Linked DNA regions of Bombyx mori: region 2 is linked to region 1. The links are chromatin contacts, called in public Hi-C maps. All regions are on one chromosome and are shown on one strand. Each heading gives the region's core, a stretch centred on a gene start, on an enhancer-like site or on the middle of the called end of the contact. The rest is flanking DNA. Distances are from core to core; before and after follow the strand shown.

The links. Hi-C and Micro-C count contacts between places; a contact is called where the count stands out from the background.
Region 2: a Hi-C map of whole pupa shows a contact between it and region 1, with 1.8 times the contacts expected there. The contact joins the promoter of LOC105842657 here to the enhancer-like site in region 1. A contact is called at or near these places in 2 of 7 Hi-C or Micro-C datasets (posterior silk gland and whole pupa).

What each region holds. Positions count from the first base shown.
Region 1 is chr17:15,676,848-15,682,542 of ASM3026992v2, forward strand. The region is part of intron 1 of LOC105842657 (protein winged eye); the gene reads right to left. Among protein-coding and RNA genes, the nearest start is that of LOC101743649, 18 kb to the right of the region's middle. Within about 2 kb of position 3,049, at least 5 of the 8 cell types and tissues checked have open chromatin away from gene starts, as enhancers often do.
Region 2 is chr17:15,716,366-15,722,060 of ASM3026992v2, forward strand. LOC105842657 (protein winged eye) reads right to left here and starts at 2,525. Exons shown (of 14, transcript XM_038017000.2): 1 at 1,807-2,525.

The sequences.
Region 1 (5,695 bases), core at 1,799-4,298:
ACGGTCGACTTTATTAAAAATACGTGCTTCTGAATGGTACGTTTAGCATACAAAAATGATGGAGTGATGGAAGATTTGCCTCGCTCTGGTAGGCCATCAACGCTTGTAGCCGATGTTAACATCGCAAAAGTGGAGGAAGTAGTGGCCGAAAATCTTCATTCAAGTTTGAGAGAGATAATTGCCGAACTTTTTGTCTCACGAGTTGATCTGTACCATTTTAAATAACAAATTCGGCTTAAAACATGTTGTCGCTCGGCTAATCCCAAGAGACCCGATTTTTGTCAAAATCTCAATCGCATAAGAGTCGCTCAGGACATGCTATAAGGAGTCAATACCTACCTAACATTGATAAAACGCATTATTACTGGTGAAGAGACGTGGCTTTACAAATCTGACGTGCAAACTATTCAACAAGGTACGAAGTGGCGCCTTCTAAGGGAACTGAAAAAAAAACAACCACGCCAAGCCGATCAAAACTCAAAGTCATGTTGACTGTTTTCTTTGATTATCGCGGTGTTGTGTACTCGGAATTCTTGCCGAAAGGTCAAACTAACTAAATATAATTATTTGAGTGTTATTTGGCGTTTAAGAGAGTAAATATGAAGTCGTCGTGGCCTAACGGATAAGACGTCCGGTGCATTTGTGTCGAGCGATGCACCGGTGTTCGAATCCCAGGCGGGTTACCAATTTTGCTAATGAAATACGTACTCAACAAATGATCACAATTGACATCCACGGTGAAGGAATAACATCGTGTAATAAAAACCAAACCCGCAAAATTATAATTTGCGTTATTTATTCCTGATGGTAGGACCTCTTGTGAGTCCGCACGGGTAGGTACCACCACCCTGCCTATTTCTGCCGTGAAGCAGTGATGCGTTTCGGTTTGAAAAGTGTGGCAGCCGTTGTAACTATACTGGGACCTTAGAACTTATATGTCAAGGTGGGTGGCGCAGCTACGTTGTAGATGTCTATGGGCTCCAGTAACCACTTAACACCAGGTGGGCTGTGAGCTCGTCCTCCAACATATGCAAAAAATAAAAAAACGACTAAAAAGGCCAGATTTGTGGAAAGAAAATTCTTGGATTTTGCACCACTACAATGCGCCTTCGCACAAAGCCATCATTGAGAACGATTTTTTATAATAAAAACTCAACAAATACCTACGAACAACCACCTAATTCACCAGATATGGCTCCAGCAGACTTCTTTCTTTTTCCTAAACTCAAATTACCACTTTGTGGCACCCGTTTTCATTCGGTAGAAGATATAAAGGAAAATTCGCGGCGAGAACTGAACTCAAAATGTTTAAAATGTTTTGATGATTGGATTGTTCGTTGGCGGAAATATCATTTCTGAAGGAGCATACTTTGAAGGTGATAAAATAAATTTGGATGAATAACTAAATATTTAGTGTATTAATGATGTTTTCCTGGTATTTCCTTGACAGAGTAGTATATATAAGTATATAATTACCGTAAAGAAGTTCAATTTACATAATATTCTGATTCAACCGTGTGAACCCAGACGAGTCGTTAGTCAATAATAATATTACGGCTTCATCTCACGATATAATTATTTACAACATCCGATGCTTCGAATACTTTCGTTTTGAAGATCACACACGACTACATCCTGTGTATTCGTGTAATAGTAAAACTATATATAATAGTACCTTTCTCGTTCAACTCGTCGATCGGGTCGAATGGACTCACGGACTCAACCTACTGAGTTTCTCACCGGATCTTCTCAGTGAGTCGCGATTCCGACCCTGTGGCAAATTCAGCGCAGCACTGCTCTTATTAGGACAGATGTTAGCAGTCTCTCAGACTAAGCCTAATAAGTTCGCCTACACATGGTAGGACCTCTCGTGAGTCCGCACGGGTAGGTACCCTGCATATTTCTGCCGTGAAGCAGTAATGCGTTAGGGTGGGGCAGCCGTTGCAACTATACTGAGACCTTAGAACTTATATCTCAAGGTGGGTGGCGCATTTACGTTGTAGATGTCTATGGGCTCCAGTAACCACTTAACACCAGGTGAGCTGTGAGCTCGTCCACCCATCTAAACAATAAAAAAAAATCTAGCCTTGGGAGCTCACGGTACACCGTATCAATGACGGAAACGAGGTGTAATTTAGTTTTCGCGTCCCTGGGCCACGCTTGATCATTCCGCTGACCAACTAGGGCAGCGAACAAATTGAAACAGCTTCACATCAATCGATCGTGCCACAATTACATCGCCCGGGATCACCGGTGCGCACAGAACGCCCGGTACACGTTGTATGTATATAAAGTGAATGTACTACGGTGAAACGGCCGAAGCGAAAGTCCCTCCGCGCAGCGCTATAATTCCACTCTATGACAACCGTGTACCGACTGAGAAACAACTAACGGATTATTATTATTTTCTTCAATATAATTCGTCGCTGTCACAAAAGTCTTCAAGTCGTTAATACGGTTTCATGATTTGTTATAAACGTGAGATCGATCCGATTTGTTGGTTTAGCTGTAGATGGGACAAGATTTCAACTCGCCGGGTATCAAATAGTTGCCAGAGACCATACACGTTGCATTTTAATTACCCTCTCTATATTAAAAAGAACTTACTAACTATCGCAATTATTACCTAAAATGTAGGTAACTAAAGTATTATCTATTTATTTATTCTACATCTTTGATTGGCGGTATAGTAAAATAACATAACAACACCACCATCGCACCATGCGGCCTATGAAACAATCACGGTATGCGGTTCAAAGAGTGGGACAGCCGCTATACAATATAATTGGGGCAATAGGCCTCATGTCTCAAAGTGGCTGGCAACATTAACGTTGTAATGTATACAGATGGCACACACTTAACACCAGATAAGCCGTGAGCTCGTTTTAATATTTACGCAATATTTTTTGTATAAAAACTATAGGTATTTATATTTATTATTGGTATTAGTGTACAAAGTGATTTGTTCTTGTGTCGGTACCGTATGGTTTTTCACCGCGCTGCAGTGAGAGTGGAGCCGGATTATACATAATTGCGTGTTTATTTAGGGTTTCCTGCAGACGATAGCTCCCTCCCATTATGCGGCCCTGGTACCCGAGGAGTTATTAGTGCACCCTAACTACATTACGTTTCTCAACGTCGCTCCAATTATTTAATGTTTTGCTACATTTTTGAGAACGTTCTCTCCATGAGCCTCTTCGGATCTGCACCGCTGTACTGTCTATTCACGCCACAAAGCGCTTCCCACTTAGAAATTAGTAGTAAGCAAAAATTTTTTGTTAAGTTCACTAAACTTACTTAGAGCATTTTATATTATAAAAAAATCTTCATTATTTACAAATTTATTTTATATAGATATTTTACTGTACGTGTGTATGTATGTCACTGAACTCTTAAAAAGCTGGATCGATTTGAATGAATTTTTTTGAATGCGTTTGGGTGCCGCCCTGGATGGGTTTGGATTTTTTGCAGGACAACGTCTGTCGGGTCCGCTAGTATGTACATATACATTTTATAATCATAACAAGTAACATTCGTAGTTTTAGTACGTGTGAGTAAATATACGCCACTCTGTGCGGCTAGGGCATATATTGGAAATGCATTGTGTGCTTCAATTTTTTTTCTTTCTCTCTCTTTCTTTCTTTTCAATCTCTTCACGCCGTAATATTTTCGACAGTGTCACAAAAATCGTCCGAAAAATATGCCATCTTTAAATTTCACATTTGAAAACGTCAGTTTGGAGCAAAATAGTCCAGTTGTTGTTAAGCTTGTTAAGCGGTTTCCCGAGTCGTGAGCACGTCCCGAGACTTCAGTTCAAGAGCGCATCATTACATTTCGGCAGAGATATTGGGAGAGTTAGTAAACCGACAATATACGCTACATTGTGCTTAAGGCAAATGTGATTATTGCGGTTTTGCTTAAATATACCTATGATGTTTTTTAATTTTTTGAAAATATATGTATACTTTTTTTTGTCTGGAGGAAACCGCCGGTCTTCCGCCCCCCGGGGATATCGGAGTCGAACCGACTAAAAACCTCCTGTCGCTCAACAACCCTCGCCCGAACCTCGCATGAAACAGAACTCATGAAAAGGCAAAGGGGGGAAACTGAAGCGTTTAGTGCGGAGCACATCTCTCCTATCACCCTCCCCCTCACACTACATAGTATAAAACAAAGTCGCTTTCTCTGTTCCTGTGTATGCTTAAATCTTTAAAATAATCTAAAAAATACATTAAATAGTGTAGAAATCAATAATAAAATACAGTTTCGGAAACGAAGCGAGGGCGGGTCGCTAGTAATATATATTTCATGTAGTAGATTCATTCACGAAGCAATTGCTCTTAAGTTGTTAGGTCTCTTTCGGAGGCGCTCGGGCAGTTGTTAGCAAATCCCACCCCTCCTGGCTGAGCCTTTGTTCGCCCACCTGTGCTGGTGAAGCTGGAAAGGCCTCCGGGCCACCAGTAATCATTAAATCATAAAATAAAATAAAAACTCACTTTCGCTTCAAATGCGTCGAAATGATATTTTTTATTATTAAAACTTTATTCTATTCACTTACCAGAAAGAAACGAAAATTTTTAGTCTCAATACGTTCATATAAATTTTTGCTTGGGCATAATTCTGAACTCTTCTACTTTATATTGTCCTGGTACTTGCTGACGTGTTAGTGGGGGCGCTCCGCCTACGGGTATTGGAGTTAGTTGGTTTGCCACACACCATACTTTCACGAAATTCTATTACTCTAAAAGTTTTAAAATGGCCTGTTTACTTCCATGATCTATCTAGCTTTTAGTCAAAGCTGTTAAATTTAAGTTAAATAAGCGTTGTACAAGCCTTCAAAAATGAGAGAGTTTTAGCTTCTTTTAGGTTATACCTACATGACGAGCGGGATAGCGGTACAATTGGAAACAGCCTCATGTCTCAAGGTGGGTGGCATTAACGTTGAGATTTCTGTGAGCTCCGGTAATATCAGACGGCCGTAAGCTAGTTCACATATAAACAATGCAATAAAAAATAACAGAAAACGCATAAGTCGCACGATTATATTCGAAATATAGAAAGTGTGACGTTTTAATACATTACAGTTTATCTGGTGACGGGAAGGCATGGTAATAACTTTATTACGTCCGCGTTGCCAAGGTATTACTTGGATATTAAGTGTCGTTCAAAAATTCCAAGCTATAGAGAATTATTTTAATTATTATTTAGGTCATCAGGTTCAAATATAAGGAGCGTCTGATTAAAGAAAAATAGATTTATGATACTAGATGATACTTCCCTTTTTTATCATATAAATGACTGTTGCTTAATCACAATAACTTAGTCAAAGAAATTGTAAGGTTTTATCGAGAATATTCAAGACTAACTGCTAGTTCGCAATTATCCGGCTATGGAATGAGCTCCCCTCCACGGTGTTTCCCGAGCGCTATGACATGTCCTTCTTCAAACGAGGCTTGTGGAGTATTAAGCGGTAGGCAGCGGCTTGGCTCTGCCCCTGGCATTGCTGAAGTCCATGGGCAACGGTAACCACTCACCATCAGGTGGGCCGTATGCTCGTCTGCCTACAAGGGCAATAAAAAAAAAAATCAACCACTAAAAGGAAGGTGGTCTGAAATCGTACCGTAAAAATATTCTTTCAACAAATATGAACAAGTGTTTATTGCATCAAAAATCTTATATTCCTTTAATATTTAAA
Region 2 (5,695 bases), core at 1,275-3,774, 39 kb after region 1:
GAAGAGTTAGATCGCCGTTATATATAAAGCATCTGAAAATCAAGTTAACTAGGACTCATTACTGTCTATTTGTCCTTAGTACTATATATTCCGTAATCTAGTTGACTCATATAATGTTATAGGATTGTAAACAATTCCTAATGTTTCCGGCAGTCATTACGCATTGTACCTACAAAAGTTGATTCCCATCGCAGAACGTGAAATGTAAATTGTAAACGTTAAAGAGACTAATTAGATAAGTAACTGATAAAATTAATTACATGAATCCTTATAGAATATGATACATGAATCATTACAACAGTTATTATTTTAATTTATGTATCTGTCAACATTTTGATGACCATAGTGTTTCCTAATTCATTACATTTTTTTAATGTCCGTTGAGTCAACTTCTGTGTGTAGTGTAGAAGTTGATAAATAAAAATCGTCATTAAAGCCACTTTTATCGTCATCTTGAGTTTATCGTTTCAACTTTACAATTTCCAACGTTTAGAGTCCTTCACATTTTTCGTGGGCGCAAACTGAGGTTTTATTTATCAGTGCTAGTACCACTTTGATATAATTGAAAAAAAAAATTCATTTACGTTTCTTTACACGCTAAAATTTCCAACAGTATTTGGGATCTGGAGTTATACAGTTCTGAAATTAAAATCTCTAATGAAATTTAGGTATATTTTTTAAATTTAAACGCTTACGTTAAATTAACATTTGTTTTCTCTAATGAGTGCTTAAATCGTATGGGTGCCAATTGACACAGTAGCTTCTAGATCGAATTTTCTCGTTCTGTTGGATTTTTCATCTTCAAGTCAAGCAAATTGTCAAACCCTGAGATACTGGGTAATTTTCCTTTAATTACCTATTTTATTAGAGAGGTAATTGGAACTTTTTAAATATGCGTTATCCCGAAAACTTTAAAACAATTAAAACATTGGAAATCACAAAATTTATTAATATATTCCTTTTAATACTGTATAAACTATTATATGTATGTATGTATGTATGTGTGTATTTTTTTGTGTATGTATTTGTAACTTAATATAAATTTCATTGCACATACCACTATTCACTCTGCACTACCTTTGGTTGACTGGTAGAGAATGCCTTAGGCATTAAGTCCGCCAATGTAAATTTTACATGAAGTGTAATAAATAAAAACAAATAAATTAAAAGAATAAAAATGTAAAATTAGTTTTAAATTTTAATCATGTGCGACTCGCGAAACTCCTCAATACTAAACAGAATATGTAAAGTAGTCCATATCTTATTCGCCATTGTGTTAAGGATGCATTTCAAATTTATTTCATTTTTAATTTAAAAGCACGATCTATAAAACACTTTTTTGGCTTTAAATTATTTAAGGAGGTCTACTAATTTTGAACATGTCAGCCCGTCATGCCAAATATAAACATTAAGCCAATGCGAACATTAAAAAAGTGATGTTCTGAATTAAAATAACAATATGAATGTGAAAAAATAATAAATTAGAAAGTATTTGCATACCTATTATGGCTTTATTATCCGAATTGTGAATAAAATCGATAATTATGTTTCTAGTGAGAATATTAATAAAAGCTTTCTTTTAACTTTTATCGGATTTCATTTTCCCAGAGTTGTTTATAAATTTACTTCTAATTTATTTGTTTTTTAGTTTTACAAATAGTTTTGTGGCTCTGACTCAGTCTCAGCCGGTGAACGTTTAGGCCTATTATTTGTAGCGGCAACATCAAAACGGCGTTGCCGCTCACAGAAATCCATTTAAAAAGCTTCTCTATATTAATATATTTACAATTATAAAATTGTCTTTACCTTATTTTCAGGTTTAAATCCAAGTTGTCGAGGAAAATCCAATATTTAGTTCACAGTTTTACACTCGATTCTTATGGTGCAAATCCTGCACTCTATCGATACGTTGCCGACGAAAATATACAATTCGATTTCTTTTTATTTTAAAATCTTACAGTTACACTTCACTATTCACTACGGCCACATCACAATTTTTTTTCGAGTTACAATAAAATTTAATCCTCTGTTGTTGTTTCTTTGAATCAGTGGTATTTTAGCACCTACACATTTCTATGGTTTTTTCACACAACAATCTTCACTTGAAATTTCCGCATCATATTTTTAAAGTACGATAACTTAGCCGAAATGTACGCTCTTCCGGATCCTAAAACAGCTGTTCGAGAATAGTGACACGAAAATCAATAACAAGTAAGAACCGTGTTTGCACAAACGGGAATCTTCCGGAACAAAACTTTTCACAACACAGATTACCGGTTTCTACTATCTTTCAATGCATTCCATTAGAAGTACGTTTTTTTGTTTTAAAATCAACTCGTTTGATTTAGTATAAACATAAATATAATATAAATTGTTAAATCAAAGTACAGTTACATTTTTCACTGTATTGTTAAGGTAAACGTAAGTTTATAGGTTCACTTAGTGTTTTGTTTATGATGTATGTTGGAAAGGAAGCACATTTTCGTGATATGCAGTCACACGCGGGCACGCTCGGTGGCGGACTGGTGGCCGCGGGGCGCGCGGGCAGGGGCCGGGGGGCGGGGCGCGGGCGGTGCCGCCGCGCGGAATGCTATTGTAGGCGAACTTGCCCGCCACTTTTTTTCTCGATTCTCGTCAAACAAGTTTTGTATACAACCTGCATTGTAAGGATTCCGCCATTCCCTAAACGAAGCAACGGTCTTTCGAAACTTTGCTTATTTCTAGGCTTCTGAAAACGGTTTTTAGTAAAAAAATCTACACCGAGCTGACCTTACCGTTACCGCTTCGGAACTCTTATGAATGAACTTCAATTTGTAATGTAACAACGATCAGATACCATTTGCAAATATTCCAATTTTGCATCGGGTGAAACACCCTAGAATGAACAAGGTTTTGATCACAATTTTCTTGTAGCACGTACGCGTTATACACGATATTTAAGATAATATCAAAGTTGATTTCATGATCTCTAACAGTCGGTGCACACACTAGGCACTAACCTTATGTGGAAGTGGAAGGAGTCCGTTCTCGAACCAGAAGTGATCAAATTTAGTATGTATTTGATAAGCTCGGCATAAATATAAGATGCAATCGCGTTATCTTAAGGCGAAGCAGCTGACATAAAAGACGATATGTTTTGTCTTCGATCAATAATACTACTAGATTCGCGATTAGCGCTTCAAAAACGGCCCGAAAAATAAGACCACAAATAAATTTGTGGTCTTATTTCAAATTAGTATAGTCCAATCATAGCCAACACTAAGACGTCAAAACGCTGCACTGCGCGTTCAAAAACGGAGTAAAAAACCACCGTAACACCAAGGTTTTGGAAGGAATATATTTTTTTGGTAAGTTAATATTATGAAGTGAATTTCATAAAATAATAAACAGAATTATATAGTAAATAAAATACAATTTACGAATATTGTAATTGTTTGGCCAATGTTTGCAACAAGGCACCAACTATTGTAACAAACATCACCTATTCTTGAACAGGGAATGCATAGAGTAGTTTTGTTATTTTATAATGTTATTTTTGTTTGTAGATTTCCTAGTAGCCCCTTTTCGCTGTGCACAATGGATATATATAGTCGCGAAAGAAAAAGGATAAGAATTATAGAACCCTTATAATATATAATATATAATAATTCTAGAATTGTTCAATGGTGGTGGCAAATCAATGCAAAAAAGTATTATAAAACTTTATATGTATGTGTAAATATTTTAAGCGTATATGCTGAAAAGGATTTGTTTTCTAGGGGAAACGAACACAGCCATAAAATAAGCCTAAATTAAACTGATTATAGAAAAATTCTTTAATATAAGATTAATTATATTTGTAAAAAATAAACCGCTCATATAAAAATTACTTCTAAAAAACAGCTATATAACAAGCTGAATCTGTTTAAAGGTAATTAAACAAAAAGTAATAATATTGTTTTAATTACTTCTGTAAAAAGTATACGTGGAAAACGTTGTTGTTCCTTTGTTTCCTTTCATATTTTTTTTTACTTTATTCAATTTTATTATTTATTACCTATTTGTTGTAATAGCGGCAATGTAAAATATTATCTACTAATTTTTTGAATCGGTCAAAAATAGTTGCGACCATACAAAACAAACCTAAAACAAATATATTCTGCAACTCTACGTCTTTCAATACTTACTGTGTTCTGAGCATTGAAATGTAATACCAAGAACTACATCTAGTTCCACAATACAATAAGCACGAAATTTTAAACAAATATTTTTAACCTTATAAATTAGGCTTTATGTATCATTTTAGAATAAATATTTTTGTACTGATGACTTTTTATGTTCAAGTGACATTTTAAATTTATGCCACAATATTCTTTCTCTGACGAAAGGACCTAAATAAATATATTTTGCAATGGTAATTAAACTTTATGTTTAAGCATTAAGGTTTATAATAAACTGAAGTCGTTAACATAATCAACCTTTTTTCTAAGAAATGAAGATGTTTTCGTGTCTGAAAACGTGGCCACTCGAGCGTCTTATTTTTGTTCCTGATCCTTAATCTAGTAGTATTATTGATCGAAGTGTTTTGTTTTGAAATTTTGTTCCCAACGATTTTCTCCTGTGTTGTGAGAATTGGAAATATGCCTACAATAATAAGTAAGTACATCCAGACCTTGGACGATAAATCTATTTGACAAAAAACTGTCTGTGACCCATGATCGAACCTGGAGCTTGTGGCAGAGAGAAATATTGACCTGACCTTTTTACTGGTGGTAGGACCTCTTGTGAGTCCACACGAGTAGGTACCACCACCCTGCCTATTTCTGCCGTGAAGCAGAAATCCGTTTCAGTTAGAAGGGTGGGGCAGCCGTTGTAACTATACTTGATACCTTAGAACTTATATCTTAAGGTGGATGGCGCATTTACGTTGTAGATGTCTATGGGCTCCAGTAACCACTTAACACCAGGTGGGCTGTGAGCTCGTCCACCCATCTAAGCAATAAAAAAAAACCTCGTGGCCTTTAGAAGGAGTGCTGAGGGCACGTAGGTTCTTCCAGTTTCCTAGCTTCCTTCCCTTTTCAAGGACAGCTCCTTCCTGAGCGCTACCAAGATCAGCTTCAACATCCTTTACCACTAGCCACATTCTTGTGGTGCATAGCTGCCTGCAACCTCATAGCGTTAATAGATTGACGCCATGTATTACATTACATAATGTAACGATAATCACCATTAAGTTAATTCAATTACCGAGCTTCCCAAGGTCAGTAAGCCAGTCCATACAGAGGCCGGCAGAACTCTCTTCAATGGTAAGCTACGATCTAGGCATCCGATTCTGTTATTATCTATTCTAAATTATGTGTTCGAAGTTAGTTCGAACCATAAACGGTTTCTTAAGGGCTACCCACATCTAGTCTCTGTATTCCTGCGAGGTTTGTTACGCAAAAATAAATACTAAACCGTTTTAGGAACGTGGGCATTATCATACCTGATTGAAGAAATTTCTTGTATTATAATTTAAATTCTTTATAATACCCTTGTCTTTTAAATATAATTGTTGATCGGTAAGGAACTAAATGTTATAATTATTACTTAGTAACAGCGATAAAATATGTAATATTCGACCGATTTCTGTTAGAAGCGAGACAAGCTTATAACCAATTTACTGAGTGGAACGAGGACAGCACGATTTTATTTCCTGCCCCATCGTGGTGCCACA